Linked DNA regions of Hordeum vulgare: region 2 is linked to region 1. The links are chromatin contacts, called in public Hi-C maps. All regions are on one chromosome and are shown on one strand. The core of a region is the stretch at or near the end of the contact, and the rest is flanking DNA. Distances in the headings are between cores, read along the strand shown. Region 1 holds the start of LOC123410529 (ankyrin repeat-containing protein At5g02620-like). Region 2 holds the start of LOC123412578.

Region 1 (3,308 bases), core at 659-3,158:
TGACACACCCACCATGCATCGGAGCTGCAGACATCAGCACATGATGCGGCCAGGGACAGACATGATTCAGAGACGTTTATTTGTATATCTAGCCATGATTGCATATAAATATTATTCCTTTTGAGCGCACCATCAACATACATACTCTGTATTCAATTTCAAAGTTTATCTGTGATTTTGTATGTTCTTTCGTATCTAACATTCCAATCTCTCATGCAAGCATTAAGGTGGCCACTATGCATCCATACTTGTGAATAGCTGCAAAAGTGCAAACTAAGGGCAAGTATAATGGTGGTGTATGTATAAGCCCGTGATAAAAAAGAGCTTGAAACATTTACATCGATTTTTCCTTTCCAATTCAATATTAGTGAGTTTCATAAAAGAAAATATAAAGACTTTGGTACACATGCATTTCTATTTTCCATTCTAATTTTTTAGTTTTTGCATCAGATCACACTTTTTTTTCTAAAGCACCAACCTTTTACAGAGGATCTTGCTACACCATCCAAATTTATATCCGAGGCATATGGAACATCAATCTGGGACTATGCATTGGTCATGTCCTAATATGTTTCCTCTGTTATAATACAGATACTCTTTTTGCTAAAATTTTTAATAAATCTCAAATGATTGTTTCTAGTCATTGTTGCTCATTTTGTACTCATACCTACAGAGTAACATTTTTTTTTATTTTTTTCTCGTGGGGCTGTCATTCTCAACTTCAAAGTGAAGTGAGGCGAAGGACACACTTTAAGAGGTACCCATCGTTTGGCCCCAGCTTGTGTTTCCCCCCCCCCCCCACTCCATACATAAATATATACTCCCTCCATTTTACGCATATTAGCTTAAGCTTAAGTCAATTTTTTTAAATAATCCATAATTTCACAATAAAAAATATATATGATATGAAAATATATTTAATGACGATTTCGATCTTATTTGATTTGGTATTTTGGATCTTATTTTTTTTTGTATAACTTGGGTTAAAGTTTAAAAAGTTCGACTAGACACAAAGCTAATATGTCAAGTAAATAAACACGAAGGGGATATATCATTGTACTAGGATGGTAATTCGTGACAAACCATTATTTGTACTGTATATTTAATGCTGGGGGAGGCAGGGCGGCCACATGCAATGTGTTGTATTCTTGTGCTCTCAAGTGATTGGGCTTTTGGCGGCTTTCGGCTGCCGGCCGGAGCCCACACAAGGCAGCATGTGCACCTTCACCTATACATACGTGTATGCATTCAAAGAAGAGCTACCTATAATGTCACGTTGACAGGTGGGGCCTAAAAGAATCTTGTCGGCATCACGTGTAAGGTATGGCCATTTCGATGTTTTATAAACCAGAAGTACAACTGTTTTCCGTTTTCTTTTTTATACTCTAATAACAAGTGTTTTTTATGTTCACATACGCCTCCACTGGATCCTTCAAATAGGGAAAGTGAAACTGGATTGATTACATATACTTTCTCCATTTCTAAATATAAGTCTTTTTACTTATTAAAAAAATTACATACAAATCTACATATAGACATATTTTAGACTATAGATTCTTTTATTTTATTTTATATATAGTTTTAATGAAATCTCTAAAAAAAAAATATTTAAGAACTAAGGAAGTAAGTACAAAAATGACCAACTCGACTATGTAATCCTTATGACTGAAAACTGTTTTGTGCCTATATTTTTTAACATGCTTCCACAGGATACATTTGTTTGAGCGATAACTAAATTACACGGAAGGAGTAATACATAATAGCTTACTGTTATCATAATTATTATTTAGTATTATCATTATTATTGTTATTATATTTTTATTATCGAGCTAGTGGGAGCTCCAGCATGAATTTGAAAAATGAACATGAAAAGAAAATGGGAACCAATAGAGACGGCCAACTTGCGCAGTTAATTATTCCCAGAAATGCAAGAAACAAACCGTACTGCACTTGGGGGTGGAAAGAGGCCAAGCAGAGGTGGTGAACCCTGAAAGTGAGCTCTAGGATAGGAGAGGAGCCAGCCAACAAACGAGAAGAATAAAAGCTAGGAGAGGTCCAAGATTCCCACTGGACCTTGGTTCCCTTCTCTTTTCTTGGCTCATTGGAAGGTCCTGCCTGCCATCTGGGTTCGTGGCGACCGGCGCAAGAGAGCCTGGGGTTTTGGGAGCTCTAGCATCAATCATCTGGTTTTGTTTCCTTGGTGCACTGGCTTCTGGGGGGAAATTGGTAAGGTTTCATTTTTATTTTTTCCTTTTCTCCTGTCTCAGTTTGTAGGTTTGAATTTCATAGCTTTTCTCGTTCATCTTCGGTTCTTGGAGATGTTCTTTGTTAGGATCGGCCGCCGTGCCAAAAGCTGGCAAGAATGCTGAGATTTGTCTTCTCCCCCTTGCAGTATCAGGTGCTGTGTTCATGGCCCAAGGCTATTGATTGGTGGGGATCCCAGTGCTTGCAACGGTTGGTCCAAGGCAGCCTTTGCCTCCTGTAAATCAGAGAAGGCAAGTCTTGAATTTTTCGCGATCACAATCTCAGGTCCGTAGGAATCAAGAGAAGCAACCGTAATCACCGGAGTTGGTGAGGCAAGGGGTTACCTGGATTTTCCCAAGAACAGGAATCCCTCCGGTCACGTCTGGTTGATTCTTGGGCTTGGACATGGAGAGGCAGACCAGCTTCCGCCTGGGCGCGCTGGAGAAGCTCAAGAGCTTCCGGGGAATGGACAACTTCAGGCGGAGCAAGGACAGTCCCGGCAAGCGCGGTGACACGCCGCTCCACCTCGCGGCGAGGGCCGGCAACGTCTCCAACGTCCAGAGGATCCTTGCCGAACCCGGCCGGGAGCTGGCCGGCGAACTGGCCGCCCGGCCGAACCAGGACGGGGAGACGGCGCTGTACGTGGCCGCCGACAAGGGGCACACCGAGGTGGTGCGCGAGATCCTGAAGGTGTCCGATATGCAGACGGCGGGGATCAAGGCCAGCAACAGCTTCGACGCCTTCCACATCGCGGCCAAGCAGGGCCATCTGGGTAACCTTTTTTTCCTTGTCACCAGACCGGCATATTGTTTGTTCTGATAATTCATTTCAATCCAAGCCTGTGAGATGATTCCTTAGAGGTCTTTGTATTCAGGATGTGGGCATAGATTTTGGTGCAGTGAGTAGATTGCTCTGGGTCGAAAAATGTCTCTTCTTGTCTGATTGAGTTGGTGGCATACTAGTGCTCACAACAAGAACATTGATTTTGTTCATGATATTTCATCTAAGAACAAGTGCTAACATCAATTATTCCGTGGCTATCCTCTTTTCTCATTAATGTCTGA
Region 2 (3,489 bases), core at 557-3,056, 640 kb after region 1:
GCCGAAAAGAACAAAGATGGCAATAAATAACATAAGCATTCAGTGTTAGTACTGCACAATGAAACAATTAAGACCACCAACCGCTTGATGGTCAATCTTCAAAGTATCCAATTCCCTATGTGTATCATTCAATTTCATTTCCAGCTCAAGAATGTACTTCTCCCGTTCATGTAGTTGTTCCTGTTAAATATGAACATCAGTTTTGTTTCCCGTGACAAGGACAACATAAGTTCTGCTTCAATTATATCACCAGACTAGATGCTACATGTGTAACTGAAACAACACAAGGTAACACCCAAGAAAATGTGTTAGTTGAAGTCAGACCAGAAGGCAGATAAGCTAATCTGAAGCTGCCTTGCATCCTACTGCCAACGACTCAAAAAGGAAGGCATACGTAGACAATGTAAGTAGGGGGGAAATTCATTGGAAAATCCTTTTGGATACATTTCATTAGCTAAATTCATGGTCAAAGTCAAATCTTGAAAAGCGTGGGTGCCAAATTTTTGTAGTCAGAGGGGGTACCAAACTACCTATATAGCAGTGTAACGAACCTACATGTGTGCATCACGTAACTATCTTCCGAGCATTTAGGCCATTAACCACCATTCATTTCTCATCAGCAGATAACCACACAAAAAAGGTGAACCGTACAAATACAAGAAAGGAATCCTACAGAGATACACCATCTCTTGTCAACATAACACAGAACTCGGCAGTTAGAGAAAACCAAAATAACAGCGAGCTACAGCGCAATCACCAAAAAGGTGGTAGATAGCTGTCTACCAATATGGCTCTCAAAATAATCAGTAGAATGTACTACTTCCCAAGCAACCACTAAGCAGTACTCCGTATATACCATGCCGTCTGCAATGAACAAGTCACGAGTACTTGTTGCAGCCTAGTGAGTTGGGAAAGACCCGGCACATAAATAAAAGGGAAAGAGACACAACCTTGAGCTTTTCAGCTGCTACTACATGCTCCTTGGTAGCCTCCCCGAATCGGCGCTGCACCTCGATGATCTGTGGGTGGGCGATGGCCTGTGCGCGCAGATCGATCTCGACCTGCTGCAGCTCCTCCCGCTGCCGCACGATGCTCTGCAGGCGCTGCTGCAGGATGTCATCGCTGAGCCCACCGCTCCCATCGATGGTGATCGAGCAGAAGTCGTCCAGCCCTCCCGACTCATCCTGCACCAAGAACCCAATCCGCCGCCTATTCAAACCACGCCAAAATCAACCAAGCAAAGGTGCATTGCTGCGAGGAAGATAGCACACACACACACGCATACCTGGTAGATGGCCCTGCCCTCGGACTGCGCCATCTTCATGCGCTCCGCGGCATCCTAAAGAAACACCAATACAAACAAGACGGAGACGCAGCATGAGAGACAGACGGACGGCGGTGAGGGGAAAGAAAGGGTTTTTGCCGTGCGGGTGGACCGAGGCGGCGGGGGGGACGACCTCGGCGCCATTGGTGCGGAGCGGGGCGTCGGGGACGGCGCGCCACTCCTTGCGCGCCGCCGCGGCCTCCATTTCGCGTCGCTGGCGGGGTCCGGACCGGCTCCCACCGCGCCGGATCGGGATCTGGCGGCGGGGCTAGGGTTTAGTCCTCGCGGCGAGGCCCGCCGTGAGGAAGCCCGAACGAACCGCGGCTGGAGGCCGATGGGGGGAGGGGCTAGGGTTTTACGCGAGCTGCGGATGAGGCGATCGGAAATTCTCCGGGGGGGGGGGGGGGGGGGGATTTGTGCGGGGCGTGCGATTGTGGGAGAGGAGGCGGCGGGATGCCGGGATGGAAAGCACAGGGAGTAGAGACCCCGAGAGGAGGAGTGTGTCTATGTGATTCGTACTAGTGATCTGGTGGTGGGGTCAATCTGTCAGGGATTCAGGGCCCGAGACATACTTGTGCGATGTTGCATGATTGCCTCTTGTGTGCCGTAAGAAATGTACTTCTTAAGATGTACTGTACTTCAGTATTCATATATTACTTGTATTCATAATATTTCCTCTTGTTTTTCGAACAACAAGTATTGTGATACACAGGGAGTAATAGTGATATAAATATGTTACACATACAAGCAACAGAAAATATCAACAAGGGTACAAACGGTTGTATCACTGTTGCATATGTCCTTGCTGTAACTATTAACAAATCATGACCTTCGCCGTCGTCGAAAAAGAAAGGTGGTCCACAACTTTGGCGTTGAAGAAACCCTTGACGAGGAGGCATTAACGAACCACAATAGTCCCAACTACGGAACATTGGATCTATACCCGTAAAGAACATTGACTGTGAGCCTCTTCACCTACGAGTCCAAGGCCAACGCCAACCCACCTTACAATAGGCGGTCGGATCCTCCATCGTCTTGTGCATATCCGCATTAGTCATGACTATCGCATTTCAATAGCTTGGACTCCACAAGACTCTTCCCCGCACCAACCACACCTCCAACGAGCAAGAGCGCGGGCTTGGAGATCATTATTCCTATGAGCACCATCGGCATCTGCCCCACCATGACATCGACGGAGGAAACTCGGAACCTAGAAACCCTAGGACTAAAACACACTCGAACAAGAAACCGGGGCTCCCCTCACCCTCACGATGCCAAGATGGTGATCGTAGGGGAAGGGGCGGTGGGATTGCTAGCGAGTGTCATGTATCTGGAAAATGCACCTCTTTTTATGATCGTGAGAGAGGAGTCGCGATCTATTGTAAGAAAAAAAATTCAATATAGAGGGCATGTTTGGTATCTTGCATTAGAACAACTCCAACAATTCTTCTAAAGGACATTTCATAAATCTTTTCACACGATGATGGTAAAATTTAGGACAAGTTTCCTTAGAACAACTTGGTCATGTTTCGTAAAGTTCTTCCCCTAATTTTTTTTCAGTTTCTATGTTTTATTAAACAACCTAGCTAATGGCCTAAGGTCCTGAATTCAGTGACACATTGATACGTCCATTCTGTATCATTATTTTTTACTATAACTTATGCAGATTCAATGACATCATTTCATGGAATTCTAATGTATTTTATCTCTTAAAATGCAAGGAGTACAAAGAGAGTGGATTACCGGAGAGCTGGAATTATGGACATAAAATGCAACACAAGAAAAAATAATTCTCCAGAGCTCAAAACGTAGCATGGATTTTTGAATAATTATTTCAATATATATAGGAAAATAGGTCGGTATTCCTAAGAGTATGTACTCCTGGGCACGTGGTGCCTTGGGAGTATAAAAGAGGAGTCCTATATATATGAATAATTATTTGAATAATTATGAAGCCATAATGGGCCAGAGAGGACCCATCGGGGCCCCATTGTTGGAAATATGCCCTTGAGGCAATAATAAATTAATTATTATCATAGTTCCTTGTTCATGATAATCGTTTATTACCATACTATAATTATATTGATTGAAAACTCAAATACATGTGTGGGTACATAGACAACAAAGTGTCCTTAGTATGTCTCTACTAGACTAGCTCGTTGATC

The links. Hi-C and Micro-C count contacts between places; a contact is called where the count stands out from the background.
Region 2: a Hi-C map of seedling shows a contact between it and region 1, with 5 times the contacts expected there. The contact joins the promoter of LOC123412578 here to the promoter of LOC123410529 in region 1. A contact is called at or near these places in 2 of 6 Hi-C or Micro-C datasets (leaf and seedling).

Annotation. Positions count from the first base shown.
Region 1 is chr7H:222,974,699-222,978,006 of MorexV3_pseudomolecules_assembly, forward strand. LOC123410529 (ankyrin repeat-containing protein At5g02620-like) reads left to right here and starts at 1,909. Exons shown (of 4, transcript XM_045103477.1): 1 at 1,909-2,226; 2 at 2,393-3,016. The coding sequence starts at 2,650.
Region 2 is chr7H:223,616,505-223,619,993 of MorexV3_pseudomolecules_assembly, forward strand. It overlaps LOC123412578, which reads right to left and starts at 1,807. Exons shown (of 16, transcript XM_045105528.1): 1 at 1,458-1,807; 2 at 1,286-1,339; 3 at 951-1,184; 4 at 82-180. The coding sequence starts at 1,529.